4 separate regions of the Zea mays genome follow, and all the other regions are linked to region 1. Evidence: chromatin contacts called from public Hi-C data. All regions are on one chromosome and are shown on one strand. Each heading gives the region's core, a stretch centred on a gene start, on an enhancer-like site or on the middle of the called end of the contact. The rest is flanking DNA. Distances are from core to core; before and after follow the strand shown. Region 1 holds the start of LOC100382590 (putative leucine-rich repeat receptor-like protein kinase family protein). Region 2 holds the start of LOC100147736. Region 3 overlaps LOC100384150. Region 4 holds the start of LOC100384150.

The links. A called contact is a pair of places that touch in the nucleus more often than the background predicts.
Region 2: a Hi-C map of ear shows a contact between it and region 1, with 2.5 times the contacts expected there. The contact joins the promoter of LOC100147736 here to the promoter of LOC100382590 in region 1. A contact is called at or near these places in 2 of 25 Hi-C or Micro-C datasets (ear and tassel).
Region 3: a contact with region 1 is called in a Hi-C map of an unstated tissue, with 4 times the contacts expected there. The contact joins the enhancer-like site here to the promoter of LOC100382590 in region 1. A contact is called at or near these places in 2 of 25 Hi-C or Micro-C datasets (leaf and an unstated tissue).
Region 4: a Hi-C map of tassel shows a contact between it and region 1, with 9 times the contacts expected there. The contact joins the promoter of LOC100384150 here to the promoter of LOC100382590 in region 1. A contact is called at or near these places in 9 of 25 Hi-C or Micro-C datasets (ear, endosperm, leaf and 2 more) and 1 of 3 datasets of contacts at active chromatin or transcription factors (leaf).

Annotation. Positions count from the first base shown.
Region 1 is chr9:37,500,207-37,503,674 of Zm-B73-REFERENCE-NAM-5.0, reverse strand. LOC100382590 (putative leucine-rich repeat receptor-like protein kinase family protein) reads right to left here and starts at 1,648. Exons shown (of 9, transcript NM_001175320.1): 1 at 1,441-1,648; 2 at 1,122-1,254; 3 at 901-972; 4 at 460-801; 5 at 318-377; 6 at 1-211. The coding sequence starts at 557.
Region 2 is chr9:37,951,809-37,955,276 of Zm-B73-REFERENCE-NAM-5.0, reverse strand. It overlaps LOC100147736, which reads right to left and starts at 1,586. Exons shown (of 3, transcript NM_001358120.1): 1 at 981-1,586; 2 at 758-891.
Region 3 is chr9:37,158,698-37,162,165 of Zm-B73-REFERENCE-NAM-5.0, reverse strand. LOC100384150 reads left to right here. Exons shown (of 33, transcript NM_001362245.1): 29 at 390-467; 30 at 554-685; 31 at 762-815; 32 at 891-971; 33 at 1,096-1,475. The coding sequence ends at 1,146. Among protein-coding and RNA genes, the nearest start is that of LOC100384150, 18 kb to the left of the region's middle. Within about 2 kb of position 1,510, at least 2 of the 20 cell types and tissues checked have an H3K27ac peak or open chromatin away from gene starts, as enhancers often do.
Region 4 is chr9:37,177,201-37,180,668 of Zm-B73-REFERENCE-NAM-5.0, reverse strand. It overlaps LOC100384150, which reads left to right and starts at 1,795. Exons shown (of 33, transcript NM_001362245.1): 1 at 1,795-2,027; 2 at 2,925-2,986; 3 at 3,127-3,219. The coding sequence starts at 1,910.

The DNA.
Region 1 (3,468 bases), core at 399-2,898:
CCACCAGAACAGGAATCCGGCAGCGAGGGAGAGGATGCTGATGCAACCAATTGCTGCACCGAATGCAACTGCAACAAACTTGTGGCTTTTGGATTTTGCCAGTGGCGGAGCACCCTGCGAGCTATTGAGCTTGTAGGACATCGGCATTGGGGCAGTCCCGTAGCAATCTTCCTCGGTGTTGGTGCCGCAGATGAGAGGATTCCCAACTATGCTGCAAGAACATCAATAGCCCAGAATAGTTCTTAATCTTGCATTTCCTGTCCTACTGTCATATATTAGCACTTGGGATAGGGAAAGACACAAAGTTTAAGCCTTACTTGAATGTTCTTGCCAAAGATCCCGGTATTGGACCACTCAGGTTATTATATGACAAGTCTCTGAAAACATAGTATAGAGCGAACACAAAGTTAAGTAAAAATAATACCTAAACATGAGCACAAACAGTGAGAAACTACTCACAGGAAAACGAGCTGGGACAAGTTAGCTGATGCTGAAGGGAATGGACCAGAAAGGGTGTTGTTGTTGAGCCTCCTGGACATGGCAACAAAATCCAGCATATCATGGCAAGAGGACAGGAACTATTTAATGCGAAAACCTGAAGAACAGCATTAATGAGAAGCTTGTATGTACTAGTACTACTGTAGAGTTGGCGCTCACAAGTACTGCAGGCTCTCAAGGTGGCCTACAGAAGCGGGGATTCCACCGTACAGGTGGTTGCTGGAGAGATCAAGTGTCTTGAGCTTTGTAAGCTTGCCAATCTCTGCTGGGATTGGGCCGGTGATGTTGTTGTTCTGCATGAGACTGCAACAGGGAAAGGAAAGCAAAAGACCAACCTCCAGTCAAAAAGGCACCAGGCAATGACAAGGTTATCCATCATCCGTGAGAAGAAGTAATACTCACACAGTCTCAAGGTTGGTCAGGTTCCCTATGCTCGGGGAGAGCAAGCCAGAGAGGTTCTGTCCTGGGACCTCCCTGCCAAACATTCGAATTGCCACAGTCCACAGAACATTGGGTAAGAACACATGGATGTACATAGGGGGGGGGGTGGGGAAGAAGAACTCTGCAGCGAAATGTGATCTGGGACTGGGAGCAGCGCAAGGGAGAGGAAGTGGAACGCTTACAGTCCGGTGACGAAATTCTCTGGCGAGCAGCTGACGGTGGTCCAGCTGCAGGGATCCACGGAGTCCTGGTCCCAGTTCTTGAGGACGCCACGGGGGTCCTTGAGCATGCTCTTGATCGTCATCAGAGCTTGCACTGCACAGCATTATAGTACATATATATACCAGAGAAATCACTTTGATTTCATTTCCTTAGGAGAAAGAACCGTCAAAAACCGCCGGTTCGATTCGAGGCAAACGGAACAGAGATGGAAACCAGTGGTACTACTGTAGAAACAGATTATGTGACGAAATAAATGAAGTAAGGGAGAAAGGATGGAACCTTCAGGGTTGACGCCCTTGGGGGAGAGGAAAGCGCTGGAAGGGGGAGAGATGATGAGCAGCAGCAGCAGCAAGAGTAGCACCAGGGAGGGTGGAGAAGTTGGAGGCGCCGCCTCCATTGCCGAAGGGAGGCAGAGCCGCAGAGGTGGGCGGAGCCAAGGGAAGAGAAGAGAAGAGAACGAGGTGGAAGGGTGGCGGTTCCAAGGGCAAGGGAGGAGATGGTGTGCGCCTGCGTCCTGCCTGCGTGCAATGTGTCCTCAAACATGGAACAAGCATGAGGCCAAGAAAGACATGCAAACGCAGAGCAGGTGTAGTCTGCAGCGCAGCGCAGCGCAGTCCAGCGTTCTCTCTCTCTCCGGCAGGACGCAACAGCACAAAAGCAGGGGGGAGGGTGAGGGAAGGAACAAACACGCCTGCCATCTGACCTTAGTGACCTGCCATGAAAAAACGCGATAGAAACAATGGACGAATTCTTTTTCACTTCTCCGATTTTTTGCTTTTTGTTTGTTCTTGTGTTTTTTAGTTATTCATTTCAGATTAAAGTCAGCTATTTAGACTGTTGTAGCTATAACTTATAAATAAAAAATATTATATAAGCATCAGAACATCTCCATGAGACTAGGTAAATAGCTTATCAAGAAAAATTTTGGCTAATCAACAGCAAAATAACTCTCCAACAGACTAGCGATCCGACTCGCCAAGCTATCCGACTCTCCAAATTAGCTCCCTGACTAACTAAACTTGGTTAGCCACCTGACTAGCTGAAATAGATAGATAGCCTGTTGGAGTGAAATGCTTTATATAAAGTATAATCTTTATTAAAAGATAAATAAAAGTTAAATAGAGAGTCAAAAATAAAGAATCTTTTGAAAATGCTCTTAGACATGATACGAATTAAAGCTAAATGAACATGTTGTTTGATTGGTGAGAAAGACGAGAGAAAAGGAGGAATTGTGGATAATACTACTCTACCCATGTTCAATAGCCCTCATTGAGCTCTTTCAAGGGCTGTCTCAACTACTACTTCACACAATCTACCAAATGGCGAGCTTCTCCACTAACTTCTCCATGAAAAAAAGAAAAAGCATCCATAAAAACGAACAAGGCCAGGAGCTCTAAAAACAGACTTTTTTGGCTCTCTTTCATTCACTCTTCCATAAAATTAGGAGGAACTACGTTTTTAATTAAATAGGGTGCTCCTACATAAGCTCCCCGTGAATATAAGGAAGAAGTTATTTTTCTAGATAAACCAGAGCTGAGTCGATGATATGAGAGTCCTACCAAATGGAGTCTAAAACTCTAAATATACTTCATATTTGTAGCAAATGGAAGGACATGCCAAGACAAAGAAGAGAAAAACATTGTAGGATTGTGCTTTCCTTTTTTTAGGGGAGACGCTCCAGAAAGGAGAATAGTGTGAATCGATCGTTATTATTGTTTGAAAAGATAAACAACGCCTACGGTGAAAAATGCACACATGATATCACTGAAGTATCACTGTGATCAAGGTGAAAACGAATGCATAGTTGGATATCAATTTCTTTTGTATTTTTCTTTAATTGTGAAATAAAATATAGAATTTGTTATGCAAAATTGTGTTCTTGTTTTTAGCATTGAGCTTGTTAAGATTCATGAAAGGTGAAGCTCAAAATTTATCAAATATCTTCTCGAATGTTAGATATAAAATTCGAGTATAGACATAGATACATATTGGATTGTTTTCACCATTTTTGTTGCGCTGAGCAAATAATGCATAAAACAATTTATGCAAAATTTTATTCTTATTTGTAATAATATGCTTGATAATATGTTTTAAAATATTAAATTTATCCTAACAATTTGGATATCCACTTTCATCCTTAATTGTGACTACCATTTTCTACTAGAATATTAAGTATAATATCTAATAAATGTATCACAATTAGCACCTTTTTGTGATAAATCAACATAAGAATTTTTAAGTCTTATAAACTATATAAAAGGCAAAGTGTCAAAATTTTTAATATATTTAAGTCAAAAGCACCAAGTT
Region 2 (3,468 bases), core at 337-2,836, 450 kb before region 1:
CTTTATATTAAGGGATTTGTTTTCTCTAGACGATAGAGACTGAACTTTGTTCTGTTATAAAATAAATACTGAGAGTTTTATTATCTCCAAATATGTCTAACCATATCTATCTTTATTTCCTAACATCTTCATCAGTCATAGCGAGAGTGAAGCGGACGGTTGCGACTGATTTCAACTCCTGTTTCTGCCATCATCTTCTCCACTACCTATATATGTGTGGACATGTACCTTATATATTTTAAGTTGGTGGACCAGTCCCAGCTACTAGGCAACTAAATCGAGCCATTGCAGCATAATTAAACATGTTCTCCCAACCTGCGAGGCAACGATACTACCCACCCTTTATTTCCTTCCCACTTGCGGTAGTTTTTACTGGTGGTAGTTCTAGATCTGGACGGTGTTGTTCATGCATGTATGGTCCAGATTCACTGTTTAGATCTACCGTTCCCCAATCATGCATATGTGGATCCATAAATCAAGAAATTGTTGAATAATGGAAGGAATATGTGAAGCTATCAAATACAATAATCCAGGGACAGAGAATTTGTTTAGTATGGTTTTACAATACTCAAACACCATGTTTAACAGTGGCAAACACACTATATATATGATCCAAACATAACATCTAGTTGTCTTGTATGAGGGTGGAAAACTAACATTTGAAGACCAGAAGAAATATCGAACGTAACAGCGTATAAATGATTACCAATAATAGCGTACTTATGCAGGAGAATAGGACTACAAAAGTAATAAGTACCTATGCTGCGATGGACAATTGCTGATGATACTAGTCTGGCAGATGTGCTGGAAAAAAAAAAGCACAGAAATCTGCTCTAATTTCCACTCCCACAAATTGATCCATGTGTACAATTCCAAAAGCCGGTTTAAAACCTGAAAGTAAAAGTAAAGGAGGTTAACAAAAAGAGAACTCTATTGATAAAAGTTTTTTTTTCGGGCGGAGGTGTGATGTGGATTGTTACCTGATAACAAAAGGGTGGTGCAGTGCCTTGGACATGGAGCCGATAGAGATGTATACAGAGGGCACAAAACCTATGAGGCAGTTACTACGATGAGAGTGTCGAATACAAATTAGACCTAAAATGACAGGGAAAAATTAACAGTGCATAAACCCCACAGAAAGATTAGTTACCAAATCAGCAATAATGACAGAGGAAGAAAAACATGAGTAAATCTAGTTTTTTAATAATAAGATAACATCCGAAACATCATGTGCAGAGGTGGCTGCACGGTATGCAATGCAAAGGAAATACGATGAAAGCTGCAGGTAATTGAAGAAGTGCAGGTAGATGCTCAGAAGCCGCGAGTGAAATGGCCGTAGGCGGCCTGGCGGTGCTGCTGGACCACGTCGCCGCGGAACTGGTGCGAGGGCCGGGGCGGTGCCGCAGCCCGCCGTAGGTGGTGCGCTGCCACGCCGCACGGCCAGCGGAGGGCGCAGGCGGGTCGGTACTCCGGCGGGTTCGTGGCTCGGTGGCGGTGGTGCGGTGCCGCACCGCGCGGCCGGCTGAGGGCTCAGGCGGGTAGGGTCTCCAGATCCTGGAGAGACAGCGACGGGGCTGATGTGGATCGGAATGGGAAGTTGCGTCGGAACTCCGGAGCTGGCGTGGGTAGGATGGTCTTTTCCCTTTCTGTTGGTGAGTGCGGGTTGGGCTGCAAATGAGGTCGGGTCGGTTCGTCTCCATGACCAGCAAGTAAGAGAAAGTTATAATTTTGTCACTCTCACAGTTTCACTTTTGACTTCATATTATGATGTCATCTCATGTCTATAACTGGTGGGATCATCTATGTCTATAATTTGTAGGTCCGATGATATATAGCGAAACCCACAAATAATAATGGCAAAATTGTCAATGGCTCAGCGAGTAAAGACTTGGCTGAGCTCGATCGCAATAGCTTGAGCTTGGTCGCATTACGAATTGGATATTGAGCTCACGAGTTACCATAATAAGTCTCATTTATAGCATAAACTAGTATAATACACGTGCATTGCGACGGTACACAATCGTATTTTCATGATATTGGTTGGGAAGGACGAGGTCGTACACGCAATGCAATCAATGGTTGAGCGAAATAAATATTATACTTTATTTTAGCCAAAAGACCGAGAAAGATATGAGTTGAAAAAGAACACAATCGCTGTTTTTATAGAGCTCTCTGTAGCTCGTCCTCATTCAGCTAACGGGGTGTTATTATATGTGTACGACTTCCTGTCGTATTGGGCTTGGTGGCTTCTCACGGTCTATATATGGTATAGCAGCCTTGATGACTTATAACTCAAGACATTGACTCCATATAAACACACGGTATGACTACCAGTTTTAAAGACCCACAACATCTTCCACTAAACATATACCCTTTTATTTTTCTCTTAGACACACGCATTAAACACACAGTTCATGGACAGATAGAACCATCAAGATATCTATGGCTATTGCACAATAATCCGATAGAGAAGAAAACATGCCTCTTGGGCACCAAATTGAGGTGCGGACAGGCCAGCCCTGAGGCCGGACGGTCCGCGGTCCGGACGGTCCGCGCCTGTGGGCCGGACGGTCCGCGCGCGCGCAGAACAGATTAGGGTTCCGAGTTTTGTGCTACGGTTGTTAGCTAGATTCGCGGAATTAGCTCGGAATCAGTTGTGTAAAGGGTCCAGCCCCCTCCTCTATAAATAGAGAGGTCTACGGCCGATTTATCATCAATCGAATCAACAACACTTCTATTTCGCATTTTATCCTAGGAGTAGTTCTAGTCTAGTTTAGGTTTAGCCTCTCGATCTCCAAATTCTCGCTTCTCTTCGACTCTACGCCGATTAGAAGAGTCTAGGTCGGCCTGCCGAGCCTAGACATCACCTAGGATCTCTCCTCCCCGACGGGGTCCCTCCCGGGAGCGAGATCCAGGCCGCCGCCGGCGACTTCCGCCGCCTCTGCGTACGCGCGGACCGTCCGGCCCCCAGGGCGCGGACCGTCCGGCCGTCAGGCAGAGGACCCTAGCCCCTGCGCCAGGTCGCGGACCGTCCGGCCCCAGGCCGCGGACCGTCTGCGCCTGACCAGAGAGCACCGCCACGGTGCTTGTTGAGTGTTTGCCGCTCCGAAAAGGCGTCAACATACTTTTTGGCGACTCCGCCGGGGAAGACATATTTAGACCTATCAAATCGGCCCTCAATGGCCGGTTCAAGGGATAGTTCTGAAGTCTCTCCAAGCAACATCATAGAGCCGACTTGGAAAACCTTGCCGGCTGACGAATAGCTTCAAATCGAGGAGCACAAGGAGCAGATGATCCAGGAGGCAAAAGCAAAGTTCTTGGCCAACTTCAAAGTGGACAGGAACAACAAGGTCGTCCGACATCGGGCGACGAATCCGGCTTCACTGCGACCCACGCCAGATATCCTCAATGTAAGTAATACAAACGAGCTGCAATCTCTTAAGAATTATGTAGATGAACAGCGTGAAC
Region 3 (3,468 bases), core at 261-2,760, 340 kb after region 1:
AGATTCCTTTTTTCCTACTGGGTCTTATGCAACCAGCAGTTCAGCACCCAGCAAAATAAAAAATGTGGCATGATTCTCTTGAGGTAGCCAACGTGTGCTTGTGAGTTGTGAATTTAATCGCCTAATTTGAAACAAGTGTGGCAAGAATGTGATAACATGATAATCACCTTACTAGTGTACAGACCAAATTGCCACTGTATGTCTAATACTCCCTCCGTTCGTTTTATTTGTCGCTGGTTAGTACAAAATTGAACCAAGTGGTGTCAAATAAATAAAAATGGAGGCAGTTTTTTCTTTTAACAGTGTTAACCAATGTATGTGACACCAACCATCAAGTAGCCTTTCTCTTAATAATTGCTGCTTAACATTCTTGAATTTGTATTATGCAGATCTTCTCATTGCTGGCAGATACTTTAACTGAAATTCAGGAACAAATTGGTGCTGGTGATGACGATGACTCCGAAGAGGTTTCTACACCAAATCTTGTCATTTCAAACTATTAACTGCAATGCTTGTTTGATTCTGAAACTTCCAACTTTTTTTTGCCTTTTAGGATAATGACTGGGAAGAAGTTCAGAATGGTGATGCTAGTATATCAGATGATATCATACACTCAGCATCGGTTCCTTCAATGACTAATCCATCAGTTGAACATTTAAATGCAATGGCCAAGGTTTTTGATGAGGTTTGTGAGCAACCAGGTCTGCTCCTTTGTTAGTTCTGTCATATTTATGCCATATTTACCTTGAGTTGTACAACAGGATGATGATGATAGTTATGACGATGATCTGACAAAAAACGACCCTCTTAATGAGGTTCGTTTTCACTGCAGAAAAGATCTTCCATTTGAATTAGATGACGTCAAAGTCAAATAACCCATATTCATGCAGGTGAAGTTAGCGGACTTCCTAACAAACATCTTTGCTAACTTGTGGGAGAATAATCGACCAATATTTGAGTATCTTTGCCAGGTAAAATGTCATTTGTCCGGTTGATTTGCATTATCAATCATTCAACAGATATGAATATGTCCTATGTGAAATGAACAAAGCCACATGCCCACATCAACATTGTCCTCTAATAAATCCTTTGCAGGGCCTGTCGGATTCACAGAGATCAGCTGTTGAAAAGGTTTTGAGGAGGTGAAGCGTTAACTTGGGATCCTGTCTTCCACCTTTCGGGATATAATATATCTTCATATTAGTTATCGAGTCCTGTTTGCATTGCTGTGGACTGGTTTTCTTGCTCATTATATGTTCATTGGTGTAAACTGATACATCTCTGAAGCCGGTGTTATGAGGTTTTGTTAGTGTAGGTTTCTTTATGTTCTTTGTATTTAAAATCTACAAGATGTGAGTATTTGTTGTACCGGGTGTGGTGATGTTGGGTATTCATGTCTGAAGAATTCCCGGCTTGACTTGTTCTTACGTTGAATTCCTCCGGAGGGACCTTGATTCCTTGGCTTTATTCATCAATTTCATGCATGCCTATTTGGAGGAACGCCACCTTTGGTGTTTGGCAGGAGCGGTTAAGCTCAGGGAGTTGGGTCCCGGGGTTGGAGTTCCTTAGGGCTCTACTAGTGTGTGCGGTGGTCAAGTGTTTTCTCCTTCCTTGGTCAAGTGTTTGCCTCGGTTCAACCCCTCACTCTTGGTTTGGAGTACGGGTGTAGTTTTTCTTTTGTAAGAACCTTCCTTTTTATTCTATCTTAATTTAAAGATGCAGTTCTTCTGTGTATCCAAGATTTTTTTCATTTATGGACTAGTTGAGCTCCAGTGGCCGACTGAAATGTTATTTAGGCCGAACGGTTCCTTCGGAACCGTTTTAGCTGGATTGTTATGTTTATTTGTATTAACATTGGTTAGCCAGAATAGTTTCTAGTCTCAATCCAATATAAATGAACGCAGCCTTATGGAATGCTTGCTTAGTGGACACATGTTGGCACGCTTGAAGGTAGTCAAATTAGATGAGTTACTTCAAACCACGCCAAATCTCAGTTTAGGATACATTGGTCTTTGGGGGTATTCAGAGTGCTGGTGAAGAATTTTTTAGCCTTAGGGTTGGTATGGCAAAAATGTGGTATATGCGCAGCTTTAGGATACTAGACAATTGGGCCTTTAATTAGTTAACTCCTTGTGGCTGGGGAAATAGAAAACATGTACCTCCATAGGCGCCACAATTGATCATCCATTCATATCCCCAACTTCCATGTTGATGGTGCCTGCCGTGCTAGCTGATTTATGCAACAGGAAGGTGAACTTTTCTCTTCGTGTCCACATCCTTGGTTTTTGATCTATTGATTCCCGATTCTGACTGATTTAGGTTCTCGATATTATGAAAATAAACCATGGCAGCTTCCTCGGACGTTTTGGTTAATCAGTTAATACTAGCAAATTCCGCGGTGCGTTGCAACTAATCTAATGTGTATACTAATTTAATATGTATGGGAATTGGACTCTATGTTATCGTTAAATGTAATCTATTTTAATTTATTTGAGTGAGTTATGAATCTGTTATATACCAGATATAAAGGACCTGATCTAATGCATTTTGAAATTCTACCTTATACCTTGTATCTATTATCATTATACATAAGCTGTTTCAACTCGTATGAGTAAGTATAGTTCATGCAAAAAAGCATGACAAAAGAAACTTTTTACTGTCTGGTAGTTAAGGGGAGGTGGATAAAAAAAGTAAGACAAATTTTTGGCTCCTAATATTAGATTAGTAAACATGTCTGCCTTGTTCGCTTCAGCTTGCTGCAGAGGTTGCAATGACTTGAATTTGTACATGTGCAACTTCTTTTGGTATTGTGAGTGGTTGTTGCATTATCACAAACAAACACATATGTGCTACTTTTGATGTTGTGAGTGGTTTGTTGATTGGAAAAATATCGTACTTCACATACTCAAAATACCGTCAACATTCTCGGAATAAAAGGATGATAAGCACATCACAAGTATATTTTATCAAATAATAAGCATCATATGTCCATGAGCATTTTATGCATATTTTAGCTTAATGGAGAAGAATGAACTGATGGGACCCACATAGGAAGGGTTGGCTGGTTATCTCATTGGACCCACTAGACTTCTAAGCTTATTATGATCCATGTGAAGCACTTTAAAGTGACACATCATTTAGATCAACTTAGATTTTGTCACACCCGGTTTTGGAAGGCAAACCGAATGCGAACTATGTACGTGCCAGGATCAGAACTCACGTACACAGCGATTACATAAATGAACATCATCACACAATGCTCGAATAATAACATAAAAGAGTACTTATTACATCATAGAGTCATAGACATCCACATAGTCATTGTCTTAACAAGTAAATCAAAGTACTAGCGGAACGCAGTAAAGATAAGGCCTTCACAGGCAGCTGACTGGGGGTTGCCACCAACCCACACCTAGAATTCGTCGTAGTCTTGGAACTCCTGGAAGTCTCCTTCCACGGCTTCGCCTT
Region 4 (3,468 bases), core at 546-3,045, 320 kb after region 1:
CGCCTCAACAAAAGGACAAAATAGAGAAGAAAATACAAGAAATGTTGTCCAGTGGAATCATACAACAAAGCTCGAGTCCATTTGCCTCACTGGTATTATTGGTAAAGAAAAAAACGGGGAGTGGAGGGTATGTGTGGACTATAGGCGTCTTAACACGTACACTGTCAAGAACCGTTACCCCATGCCTATATTTGATGAAATCATCTATGAACTCAGTGGTGCAACCATTTTCTCTAAACTTGATCATCGCTAAGGTTATCACCAGTTTAGGATCAAGGAGGGAGATGAGTATAAAACAACATTCCAAACGCATGAATGTCTTTGCCTAACATGAGCCCCTACCACCTTTCAGGACTTCATGAACCATGTCTTGTCTCCATTGGTTGCGGAAATACGTGGTAGTGTTCATAGATGATGTGCCGATGTATAGTGCCACTCTGGTATACCATGTTACACATCTCGAACAAGTGTTTCTGTTACTTAGTCAAAACAAGCTTAAATTGAAGCAATCCAATTGTTTGCTTGCACGGGACAAACTTGAGTTTTTGGGACATATCGTGAGTGCAGCTGGCATTGCCACCGATCTAGGAAAGATACATATAATCAAGGAGTTCCCTACACCAACTTGTGTTAAGAATGTCCACAACTTCCTTGGAATGACAAGGTGACGCCCCAGCTATTGATTCGTTAGACGGGCTCACCGACGTTGCTTGCTACATGGGAAAAGGAATAACTTACCAAGCAACAATTTTCGGCCTCTTTAGCTTGGGGACGAGTTGTATCTCGAGGGAGAGATGTCAACAACCCTTCAATCTAGGGAAGGCAACAGAAGATGTTGATCGCGGGAGGAGCCATCGCCCACTTGGACCAAGAGCAATCGACGTGCGATCCAGCCCAATAACAAATACATGGGTCTCTAGTGGATGACATAGGCGCACAACTGTCTGTAATCACATGATATATATATATGGAACCAAAACGTGAACAAATTGGCAAAGTTGGGATATTCATACACTTGCTGGTGGTCGACGACGATATGTGGACGTCGACTAGATCAATATACTATACCAATTTTGCGTGTGCGTTAACATATCACTTTCCATTGGGGAGGGTCGCTTATCTCACAAAAAAATTTATGGGTTCCTACCGGACACCGAGTACTGCATGATTTCAATGAAAACACTAAATCTCACAGATATGATAGAAAAAAAGAAAACTAGATCTTTTATACTCCATCCGTTCATTAATATATGACACTGTTGATTTTTTTAAAACTTTAATCACTTGTCTTATCAAAAAAAATAATGAGTTATCATTTATTTTTTTGATTTGTTTTACACTTAAGGTAGTTTGTGCTTAACTTAAAATTTTACATTTTGAATAAATATTTTTAATAAAATGAGTGATCAAAGTTTTTGAAAAAATAAATGATATCATATATTTATGAACGGAGGTAGTAGTATATATATAGATTGATAGAGAAGAGAAGATATAGATAAATAAATTTATAAATGAACTCATAAGCTTTTATTCCTTTCCCGCCATCGAAAACCGGAGCGCGGCACCTTCAAAACGGGAAACGTTTGGTTGGTGGGAAGAACTAACTAGGCTGGCAGGTGGGGTCAGACCAACATGAGCGCACACCGGGCCCATGCCCAAATCCTGGCCCATCTCTATTTTCTCTCGATCCCACCTTCTTTTCCCTTTCTCGGCCGCCACCTCTCGTCTCTTCTTCCGTCTCCTCCGCCTCCCCACGCTTCGTTATATAAACCCTAGACTAAAGCCCCCGAGTCCCTCCGCCCCCGCTCGCCACAACCACTGCGCGTGATCCCATTTCGAAACAAAAAAGGAGGAGCGCGCTCGCACTCAACTCCGCGGAGCCCCAATCCCAGCGTCGCCTGCGGTTTAGATGGAGGCGCACGGCGACCAGCGGTGGCTGGTGGATTGCCTGACGGCTACGCTCGACACCGCGCGCGATGTCCGCGCCTTCGCCGAGGAGTCGCTCCGCCAGGCCTCGCTTCTCCCTGGTTCGCCACCTCCTACCTTTACCCCCTCTCTCGTGGACGATTGGCTTGTAACTGAAGAATCGAGCAATTCAGCTTCACGCGTTGGCCAGAAGCTGTTTTCTGCTCCAGTTTTTGGCTGCGTTCTTCATTTTGGCTGACGGCTGTAGATACTACGGGTGTGGCAAATTACTAGTGACTGGTGAGAGCTGAGGGGTGAACTGAGAGTTGAGCAAGCTGAGAGTTGATGGGATCCCCTAGGCTTGTGAGCAGCGACTTCAGAAATGATGATTGTTTTATTGTTTAAGGCAGGTTTACTGTCGTAGCATTGTCCTGTTCGGGAGTGCTGCGCATTAGTGCAGCACTGCTCTGGTTGCTAAGGCTTTGATTGGGATTGCTTTGCTCTATATGTACACTGCTTCCCAGGAACACAACTTCTGTATATTTTAGCTGTGTGAGAACGTCTCTATCCCTGTCCAAGTCCTTAGAGGCAAATTCATAACTAATCCAGTCCACAGCGCAACTTGACAACATTTAACCTGGCCCCACTGTAGTTCACAGCACAACTTGACAACAGGGAACCTGGCTCCACTGTAGTGCATGTCAGCTTCATTGATGATGCTTTATATTCTGTCAGAAGTGACACTCTTTCTAGCACTGAAAGTGTGATTGATCCCAGCACCATTCTTACATGCCCTCTTGTTGTAGATAACTGAGGTGGTCATAGAATTAGCATGCTGTTGCAACTAGTAACCATAATTAGCATGCACATCCACATTTTCAATTGTGGTCTGTTATATCTGTCAATTATTTGCCAATCAGGTTGAAACCTTTTGCTAGATTTGGGTTCGCACAATTCTTTGACACATGAATTGCAATCAACTGACAATAACTTATTTCTTTCTGTAATTTTTTTCTCAGGATATGGAGCTGCCCTTACAAAAGTTACAATCAACAAAGAGATCTCGTTTGGTTTACGACAGATATCCTTCCAACCAATTTTTGTACATTTTGTTCCTTTTTATCAAAATCCTGTGTTGAATGCTGTATTATTTTCAGGTTTCCTTTTTTTATGAGTGGGCTAGCCTTTTCTTCTTTTTGTTGTTCCTTTACAATTTGCTACCTTGCTGCTGTCTTACTAAAGCAGTTTATCAAGCAGCATTGGCAGGAAGACGAAGAGAATTTTGTGCCCCCTGTTGTTTCTGCTTCAGAAAAGGTACCAGCAAAATAGAACTTGAGTGAGAATGTGCCCTTTGTTTCATTGCTTCCTCGGCTTGCCCAAGAATATGATAACAATTGCCATTTTGTTCTTTAATAAAATTTATTGAATTAAAAAGCTACAGGTTTTGAAATCTGCAAGAATGGGGAATGGTACCCACATTTTTGGAATAAATTTTAAAAATGATGCAACCTAGACTCATAAAAACTCGGCCAGGGAGGGAACAACCTAGATTCATCATTGTTT